2 separate regions of the Neogale vison genome follow, and region 2 is linked to region 1. A link is a contact called in public Hi-C data. All regions are on one chromosome and are shown on one strand. Each heading gives the region's core, a stretch centred on a gene start, on an enhancer-like site or on the middle of the called end of the contact. The rest is flanking DNA. Distances are from core to core; before and after follow the strand shown.

Region 1 (4,924 bases), core at 1,404-3,903:
GCAAGGTCTGAAAGGCATCAGCCATATTGTATTTCATGTGACCCAGGCACTGGGCCAGCGAGAGGGCCATGGGGAACCAGCCTTTCGTCCTTGCCTCAAGCCTGGGCCCCATCTCCCTTTCTGCTGGTTTTCAGAGCCAGATCCAGGCAGAGGCATGTGGGAGGGGCTCTGGCCAGGTCCACTGAGCACCGGAAACAGATGGCAAGAGGGACGCGCAACTCCCGAGACGGGGCCTGGGCAATCCAGCCGCCCTACTCCCTACCCATCCCCTCCATAAACATCATGAGAAGTGTTTCTCTCTGGGCACTGCACAGGGGGTGGGTGACTCACTGTCCCGGTTTCCCTTAGATGCTTGTGGGTTTAGCACTGAAAGTCCTATGTTCCATGAAGCCCCTTGGTCCTGGGCAGGTCAGGACTCCTTTTTGAAGATGCAGAAGTTGAGGCCCAGGAAAGGCCAGACCTTTGCCCAGGTTCTTGCAGCTAGAAGGGGAGGAGCTGGCACTGGACCCCCAATCTGTCCAATGCTTCCTGCCCCCTCCCCAAGCCAGGCCTGCTTCCGGCTGGTACAGCTGAGTCCAGGAGCCCTGACTGGTCTTCCTCCTCCAGAACCCTCCCATCCTGGCCTCCCCTCAGCTGTTCATTATTTTATTTTTCTCAAGATGGCATCAGAATCACCTGCAGGGCTCGTTAAAGCAGATCGTTAGGTCCCACCCCCAGAGTCTGTGATTCGGCAGGTCTGGAGTGGGGCCTGAGAACCTGCATTTCTAACAGACCCCAGGGGATGCGTGAGAATAGCTGATGTATATCCCAGCTCCGATAAAGTCTCACAAACCCTCTGGACCTCCCCATGGCTCACCGAATAAAGGCCCAGGTCTACGTTCAAGGCCTCTGGGATCCAATTTCCATGGCCCGCTCAGCTCCCCTCCACACCAGGCTCCTGCCCTGCCGGGCTCCTCCTGGCTCTGTGTCTTTGCTCAAGCCGCTCCTGGCCTGGCCCCCACGGCCCCTCCACAAACACAAATCCCCTTAAAGAAGCTGAAACTCTTGGTTTCGGCTCAGGTCATGATTCATCAGGAGATGGAGCCCCGCGTGGGACTCTGCACTCACTGGGAGTTATCTGTCCCTTTCCCACTGCCCCTCTCCTGATCTCTCTCTCTCAAATAAATAAATAAATCTTAAGGGGAAAAAAAAAAAAAAAAGATGCTGCCTATTTGTAATGTCCTCTCTTCCAGACGCCCCAGGGCTCCCGTCAGGCCCGAGAAAAGACTCCCCCACCCCCCACACACCCCCTCAGCTCACAGCTTAGCTCCTATTTCATCCTGCCCTATAAACAGCTGTTCCTGTCACTGGTCTGTGGACTTCCTGAGGACACGGTATTTGTCATCTTTGTCTACCTCTATTTGTTAAATGATGTGACCCCAGAAGACAGAACCAGGATGACGAATGGATCTTCAGGGAGACCAGGTTGAGAAAGAACTTGTAATAAAGCGAACGGTTTGACACGAGCTCTTGAAGTCCCACCGGCAGAGTGTGAGCTCCCTGTTGCCCCTGGGTTCCCTCAGTGAGGCTGAATGAGCATCTACAAAGTTGCTCAAGTCCCTGGTTAGGCAGGTACTGATCACTCCAACCTCCTTCTCAGGCTCCTCTCTTCCCAGGGCAGCCCGCCAAGCCTACTCTTCCACATTCTAGGCCGTCTCGGGACTCCACAGGCTGGCAGGAACTTACCAGAGGAGAGTGACGGTAGGCAAGCACGAGTTTATGTCCGTGGCCTTCACTGTCTGATTATAAGACATGACCAGTGGTGAGAGACCCTACTTCAGGCCAACATACCTCCCTCTTTTGATTATGGCCTCCTCAGAATGATTAACCCTTCCTTGATGCACCTGTACCCACTTCCTTCACCTCTTCCACACCTGTGCCTCCAGCTTCAAGGGTACGCAGCAGCTTATCTATGAGTAAGCTGAATATCTATAGGTTTGCTCCCTCTGGGGCTCCTGGGGATCAGTGCCTAGCACCGCACCAGGCGTGTCTGAACTCTCAGTCAGTATGTACTTACGTCCCATGCCTGCTCAAACCCTTTCCCCACCCATGATGCCTTACCAAATACACACCTGTGGCTGAATGTCCTCCTACCCTTTCCCATCTGCTCCTGGGAAACATCCTATACAACCCATCCCAATCAAGGAGGCTGGGACTGAGGCTTCCTGCCCCTGCCATCCCTGGGGAAAATTTTACTGTTTGAATCAGACAAGTTTGAAAGACTCACTTGATTGCATTTTGGCTAAGTAAACTGTTGTAGTGCTTTTTGTTTATTTTTTGGTTTGTTGGTTGGTTGGTTGAAGAGGAAAGAGAAGGATTTTCTGGAGTCTAGACTCATGGCTTGGAGGGGCCTATCCAGGAGCAGCACTGATTGTAAGAGTTGGGTGAGGTCTGCTATTTGTACCATTCAAGACAACCCTCCCTGGCCTCCTACCCCTCCAGGAAGTGCCCATCAGTCAGCTTGAAAGGCAACAACTTGGTTGATTGGAATGGCCTGAGAAAGCCGTGACCCAGGAGACCCAGCTGGAGAACACCCGGGTCTCAGCTCGCCTTCTGCTAACCTCCAGATCTCATAAACATTCTCATTTCCACTCCTTCCTGGGGCTGGCTGAGGTCATGACCTTCTGAAAGAACACACGGTCAGCCGGCCCAACTGAAATCTCCCCTCCCCGTGTGTGAAAGGAGATACGTCCAACTGTGAACACATACAACCCACATCCTTATGACTCAGCAGATGTAGCTGTCCTCAACCCTGTCCTCTGGAATGTCAAACAGACCAGCCTCAGAGGTCTGACAGGATCAGAACAGATGCAGCCAAGCCTGGGCCCAGAGACACTTGCCCCATGAGTCCTTTGGAACAATACCCTGACATCCAGATATACCCTCACAGAGATGGATGCACACACCCAGACACACCTAGACACACGAGCAGATACATACATACAGAAAACTCAGACATATCCAGTGATATGTGTACACATGCCCATCTAAATACACCCACAAGGACACATGCACACACACAGATATCTGGGAACACCCAGAAACACACACCCATGTGTTCACACACACACACACACACACACTCTCTCTCTCTCTCTCTCTTCCAAAGGACTGAGTCAGAGTCATATCTGTCCTCCATGCTTAACCTTGAATGCTTCTCCAACTCTAACAGGTGGCTACCAGCTCTTTGGTAACTTTCCAAAGTCCAATCATGGAAAGGCATAAGGACAAGAAATCAGAACACAGATCCATACCTTCTTTTCCCTTCTCTTACAGAAACTTATCCATCCTTTAAGGTCAAATGAAAGTCTGATGCACAGTAGGCCTTCAACACCATTGTGTACTGGACTATGTCCATGAGGGCCGGCCATGCTCGGAGAAGATGGCTGCCCATTCCCCAGTCCTCAGAGCTCTGTTTTGGCTTCTTGCTGAGGTCCTCCATCTACACTTGCCATTTTGGATCAACCAAGGAAAGACAATCTCTTCATTAGCTCCTTCCATTAATACCTACTACACAGACACTACACAGAAAACAGCAAATGGAGAGTACCAGTCCTGCTCCTATGAAGTGTATGGTGTGCTAGAGGAGACAGACATCAAAACCTCAAGTAATGATTTTTTTAGGATTTTATGTATTTATTTGTCAGAGAGTGAGAAAGAGAGCACAGGCAGGGGGAGCAGCAGGCAGAGGAAGAAACAGGCTCCTGGCTGAACAGGGAGCCTGATGGGGGACTCGATCCCAGGACTCTGGGACCACAGACCGAGGTGAAGGTAGATGGTTAACCGACTGAGCGACCCAGGCGTCCCTCAAGTAATTCTTGAAGTAAGTCGTTGTTATGTACTGAATGTGTCTCCCTCTGTTCCCCCTGAAATTCATATGTTGAAGTCCTAAGCTCCAAAACCTTCGACTGACCCTGTATTTGAAGGTACATAACCCTTATAAAGAGGTGATTAAGGTAAGACGAGGTCAGATGAGGGTTCCTAATCCACTATGACTGGAGTTGCGAGGTTAGGACACAGACACACAGCGGGGAGGCCAATGAGAGAGGCCTTAGTAGAAACCAACCCTTCTGACAACTCGATCTTGGACTTCTGGCATCTAGAACTATGAGAAAATGAAGTTGAGTTGTTTAAGCCCACACCAGTCTGTGGTACTTTCTTATGGAAGTCCCAGAAAACTAATGCAATATTTAATTAAAATGAATGAGTGTCGTGAAGGTGCAACACGAGGTAATAGAACCCGGACCAAAGCTCTACTGGAAGTGGGGAGAGTCACAGGAAGTGTCATTTAAACTAGGACCTAAAAAATTAGAAATTAACTCCCAAAAGGTGGGGCTTGGACAGAGGACAAATGCTCTGGTCCTGAAGCAATCGAGAAGGAGGCCTTGTGAGGAACACAGTGAGCAAAGGGCTCAAAGGCTAAAGCAACAGGCATGGGCCTGATCACGAGGCGCATCTTGGGCCATGTTCAGGATTCTGGGATTCAAGATGAGAGACAAGAGAAAGGGGAGATACAGAGGATTAGTTTTTACTTAAAGAAATGTTTCTGGGGTTACCTGGCCGACTCAGTCGGTGGAGCATGCAACTCTTGATCTTGGGGCCGTGAGTTCAGTCCCCACGTTAGGTGGAGAGATAGGAAGGAAGGGAAGGAGAGAGGGTTGGATGGGGGAAGGAACTGTTTTTTAGCTAAAGACACAAACCACCATTACTTTTTAAAAAGATGTGAGCTGAGGAACGCCTGGGTGGCTCAGTTAGTTAAGCAGCTGCCTTCGGCTCAGGTCATGATCCCAGCGTCCTGGGACTGAGTCCCACATCGGGCTCCTTGCTCAGCAGGGAGCCTGCTTCTCCCTCTGCCTCTGCCTGCCATTCTGTCTGCCTGTGCTCA
Region 2 (5,322 bases), core at 1,478-3,977, 130 kb after region 1:
GCATCTCCCCCTTTATCTATACAATAAGTTGAGGCTCTGGGTAAGAATTCACTGGTGGCAGGAGGAGCTTGACAAATCACTGCTATCTGGTCTATTATCCACTCGTTGTTGGTTTATTTTTTTTTAATTGTTTTTAAGATTTTATTTATTTATTTGACAGACAGAGATCACAAGTAGGCAGAGAGTCAGAGCAGAGAGAGAGGGAAGAAAGCAGGCTCCCCGCTGAAGACAGAGCCCAATGCGGGGCTCGATCCCAGGACTCCAGGATAATGACCTGAGCCAAAGGCAGAGACTTAAACCCACTGAGCCACCCAGTCACCCCTATAATCCACTCGTTTGACAAAAGAAGAAAATTGAGGTCCAGACAGGGGATGGGACTTAAAGTCCCACAACTAGCCCACTCCAGCTGTTCTTGTCTGGGCTTCTGAGGACAGCCCCCTCAACCCTCCAGTATAGCACCGGGGTTGGGGAAGCCAGTGGCCTCCGGAGGGACAACTTAGGAGGAAGCCTCCAAGGCTAGAGGATCACCCTGCAGGGAACCCTCTACCCTACTAAATCCTCTCACTCACTGACCCCAGCTCACTCTCCTGGTCATTTGGAGATCCTCATCCCACCTCACCCAGTGTCAGTCAGTGAAATGGGACCATTGCAAGGGAGCAGACAAGCTTGTCCTCTTATACCTTCCGCCACATTAGGAATCATCACACTCAGGCTGTGAGGAGACTGCCCACAGAAGGGAAGGAGCTCCGGCATTACAGAGCCCCTCCACGCAGTCAAGCCTCTGACCAGCCCCAATCAAACTCTGATGAGGAAGCGCGGGCCCAGAGATCAGCCATTTGCCTAAGCTGACATGAGAAAACCCATTTTTCTAACGAAGGTCCAGCTCCACTAGACAGCCTGCTCGTTCACCCTCACGTCTAATAAGGAGGGAAACCTCGGGGAGGTGATCAGGGTCAGTTCAGGTCTCATTCCTGCCGGCTGAAAACTTGCTCCAGACCAGCACACACTCACCCCCAACCATACGCACCCTGCACCCCCTGTCCAAGCCTCTTCCAAAGCAGCTGAATTATCAGTGGGGCCACTTTATGGTTAAATCGCAACTTGGGAGAAGAGCAGGACTCTGAAAGTACTGGTGAAGAGGCCAAGGCACCAGCTCCCCTTAGTCACCAGGAGTCTCCCAGAAATACCTTACATGGAGGCAGCTGGGAAACAGAGTCGGAAACCACAGCAGCAGCCCCCAGCTGCCCTCCACTGGTTTCTAGAGTACAAGGTGCCAGGGGCTGTTCTCTCCACCTGGCCCCAGGGACCTTCCCACCTGCTTCTGAGGCAACCAGCTAGGACTCCCTCTCTCCCAGGGTGCACCCCCAACCTACCACTACCTGCATGGCCTCCATGCTCACCTTTCTGGGACTCATTTTCTCACTCCTAAAGTGAGAACACTAATCGCCACCTCGCAAAGTTACGGTGAGGACCAGCCAGACCCACACATGCCAGGAGACGTCCACAATGCCTGGCCCAGAGTCAGGGTCAACTACTGACGACGCCCTCCTAAGCCCTTCTATCCCAGCCTGCTGCAAACTTACTGGCTACCCCCATTGCCTCCCTAGTGGCCCCGGGCCCATGACGACGGGAACCACAGCTTCATTCTGCCACAAGCAAGCTGACTGTGTGTGGAGCAGCCTTCTGGAATCACGTCCTTGTGCAAATGGGAGAGGAGGTGTGCGAGGTGGCTGCAGAGAAGACTAGCCCATCTCCTCCCGGACATCTGTAGTGCTCTCCCCTTCATGGGGGCCCTAAATTGATGAAAGTCTGTTTCCTATCTCCCACCCCTCCCCCGGTCCCGCCCTGGGTGCCAAGCCTCGGCCAGTCGCTCCCACCCCGTCCCTCGTCCCTAGGGTCAAAGTGCCAGGCTTCAGAGCGCGCCCGAGAGCACAGCGGACAGGCCGGGGGCCGGCCACAGCTCCCGAGGGCAAAGCCGGCCAAACCCCCCAGACGGGGGTGGAGGGGGTACGGTGTGAGGGACCCGGGCGGCGGGCTTCGGGGAATCCCAGAGAGCGCATCCCGGAGCAACCTGCCCCCGCTAGCCCCAGCCCCGCGCGCCCTGTCGGGCCCGTCGAGCCCGCATACGGGCGCTACTCACGGCGAGAGGCTGCGCTGGACGGGCACGGCGGACGCGACCGGGTGCGCGCCGCACGGCTCTGCTCTGCTCCCGGCCGGCTGCCCGCCCGCGGAGCCGCTGAGCAGCCGAGAGGGCGGAGCGGCGGCTCCGTCCCAGGCGCCGGCTGGAGGCGCGCCCGGCGTCCCGGGACGGGGGCTCGGGGCGCCCCCTACTGGGAGCCCCCTCTGGACCGCCCTGAGGTGAGCGTCGAGAGCCTCCTGCCAGGTCCCCAGACACCTCCAGGAGTGGTGGGGAGAGCCAGCAGCGAGACTCTTCCCGCGTCCTTAGCGTTCTGCCCCTCACAGGCTGTGTGGCCTTGGACAAGTCAACTAACCTCTCCAAGTCTGATCTGGAAATTGCTTTAAATGAGCCGATGATAATCTGCTATATCTTGGCACAATCGCTCAGAAAATGGTATTTCCTTGTCCTCTCACTCCCGATCCCTTGCCCACCCCTCCACCCCCCACAACGCACACACCGTGAGAGAGGAAGTCCCACGAGGGAATAGGCCGTTTCCTCCCTCCCAGCCGGGATGCTCTTCTGGGAACATCACCGCTGGCTTTCACAGCTGGGTGGGGGCTGAGAGGGAGAAGGACACTCCCCTTGTCCCCACCAACCCCCAGCTTGGGAGTGGCCTAACCTCGGGTGTCCTCTATGTCCCCTCCCCCAGCCTCTGCAGGGTTGGTGAGTGAAGCCCCCACATCACCGTCAAGCCTTCCTTAATAAAGGACTTGGCAGTGGATTCCTCCTCTCTGTCTTCTGCCAAAAATGCCAGGAAGGAAAAAAAAAAAAAAAAAGGAATGAGAGTGGAGCGGGTGATGGGAAGAAGGAAGCGGAAACAGAAACACAGCCAAGACAGAACTTATTTGAAGACAAGAGACTGTTTAGCGAAAGGAAATGGAGGCCCCTTCCCAAAATTTCCCATCCCTAAGTCACCAACAGGGCTCCTCAAGGGGTCCTAGAGGAAAAGGTGTTTGATTTGGAGTTCTGCTCCTTGGTACAAAGCCCTGCTCTGCCATTCCCCATGTATAGTCTTGGGCATGGCACCTGAACTTCTCCTTCGTCAGGAAAGTGGGGCAAACACCGCCCCCCTTCTTATAGTTTCTAATGGAGCTACTATGGGACTGAAATATAACATGTGTAAGGGATGCCTGGGTGGCTCAGTTGGTTAAGCATTTGCCTTCAGCTCAGGTCATGATCCCAGAGTGCAGGGATCCATTCTCATACTGGACTCCTTGCTCACTGGGGAGCACGCTTCTCCCCCTGCTTGTTCTCTCTCTCTCTCTCTCTCTGACGAATAAATAAAGTCTTTAACAACAACAAAAAAAAGTATAGGATATACCTAGAAGACTTCCACCAGTGTAAGTAACCTCCCCCACACAGACTGGAGTACTGACAAGTACAGATGAGCCCTTTCCTTCACCTGATCAGAAAGACCAAAGAGCTCCCTTGTTTATAAACTTTATCACATCCCAGGACAGTGCAGACTCTGAGTCTCCTGTCCCAAGAGCACCATGCTACCTAGAGTAATACCCAAGACCAGAGCTGGCTTCCAAAGTCAGTGATAGAGGAGGCCACCCACAGAAGTTTCACCAGTGTAAGGAGACCCTTTATCCTCAGACTACCCTCAAAACACACACACACACACACACACACACACACACTTCCAGTTATCTATTGCTATGTAAGAAGACACCTCAGCCTTGGTGGCTGAAACAGCAATATTGCCAGGCTCACAAATTCTGAGGTTCAAGAATTCAGACAGTGCACAGGATTGCTGAGCTCTGCTCCGCAATGTCCAGGGCCTCAACTAGGAAGATCTGAGTGGTGGGGAATAATTTGCATGGCTGGGATATTTCTTCATTCACATCATAGCCTGGGCTATGATGAAGCCAAGCTGGAATCAGTCAACACTGCCAGAATACCTACATGTCACCTCTCCATCACTTCCCCAGTTAGCCTCATGCTTAACACCTAATTTGCAAAAACAACATCCCCTCACATAAGGCAAAACTGACATTCTTAGGTTTGATACTTGGCAAATTAGTCGAAGAACATCACAGCAGGAAGGGTCATTTTCAGTCATCCCATCCAGCCTGTCATTTTCAGACAAGGAAACGGAGGCTCAGAAAAGAAAAAGTGACTTGTCCAAAGTCACACAGCTGGTGAGAGGCAGAGCTAGGATTAGAACCAGGCCTCTGACAGATTCTGTCTGGTGCTCCCTGCACTGTTCTTGCCAAATGCAATTGCCTAGGGAGGTACCATCTGGAAATGCATTTTTTGCTTAAGGTTGAGTGAACGTATCAGACCTTCCCCTGAGAGCAGCAACAGGACACTGAGCACTGCACATGGGACCAAGGTGGCAGTGGGCAGAGAAGGAAAGACCCCGAGGGTAATAGCAAGAAGTGCATCTATTCCAGAATGAAACCAGAGGAGGGGCTGGGTATTAAGAGCTAAGAGCGTGATTCTGCTCCAGCTCCTGCATGCTTCCCATGGCTGGCAAAATAGCACAAATGCCTCACTCTGGCAATTAAGGCTCCAACCGGCAGTTCCCAGGCCCACACATACACCCTTTTCCCTCATATGTCTGCACAGCCAGCGCTCTTGCCAGGTTGGATTATTGGCTGTTCCTGCCTCCATGCTTTTGTTTAAGTCACTCCACACTCCCACAGTCCCATCCTACAAAATCATATCCATCCTTCAAGGGCCCTTGAAGGATGGGTATCCTTATCTTCCACGGATACCATCTCCCTTCCTCTCCAGATGGCTTTCTCCCCAGAGCCCCACCACTCTTGGTTTGTACCAAATTGTCATTCTCCTTCCCCTATTTTAGTTATCATCAGTGTCCACTTCCCTTTGCCTTTAGGGCAAGGACAATGTCTCGTTCATCTCTGTACCCAGGCAACGGCTGATAGCCCAAACCTGATAAAGTTTGTTAGATTGGATTGCTAGAATGTAAATAGCACAAGATGACTGTCTTGTTTTCTGTTGTCTCCCACGGATATCCAAGTCCCTAGCCCTTAGAAATTTTATGTTGGATGGAGAGACATATAATTCATTTTAATAGCTGCCACATATAGCATTTCTTCCAGCAAGTACCTTCTCCATAACAGGAACTTTACTTCGGGGTGGATGCAACGATCCCTTCCTATAGATGATGTAGC

What was found. A called contact is a pair of places that touch in the nucleus more often than the background predicts.
Region 2: a Hi-C map of muscle shows a contact between it and region 1, with 4 times the contacts expected there. The contact joins the promoter of DAPK2 here to the enhancer-like site in region 1. A contact is called at or near these places in 2 of 3 Hi-C or Micro-C datasets (fibroblasts and muscle).

Annotation. Positions count from the first base shown.
Region 1 is chr13:105,563,173-105,568,096 of ASM_NN_V1, forward strand. No RefSeq gene overlaps it. Among named protein-coding and RNA genes, the nearest start is that of HERC1, 93 kb to the left of the region's middle. Within about 2 kb of position 2,654, the one cell type or tissue checked has open chromatin away from gene starts, as enhancers often do. A contact at or near this core is called in fibroblasts, where this site is marked.
Region 2 is chr13:105,691,740-105,697,061 of ASM_NN_V1, forward strand. It overlaps DAPK2 (death-associated protein kinase 2), which reads right to left and starts at 2,728. Exons shown (of 12, transcript XM_044229884.1): 1 at 2,637-2,728. The coding sequence starts at 2,708.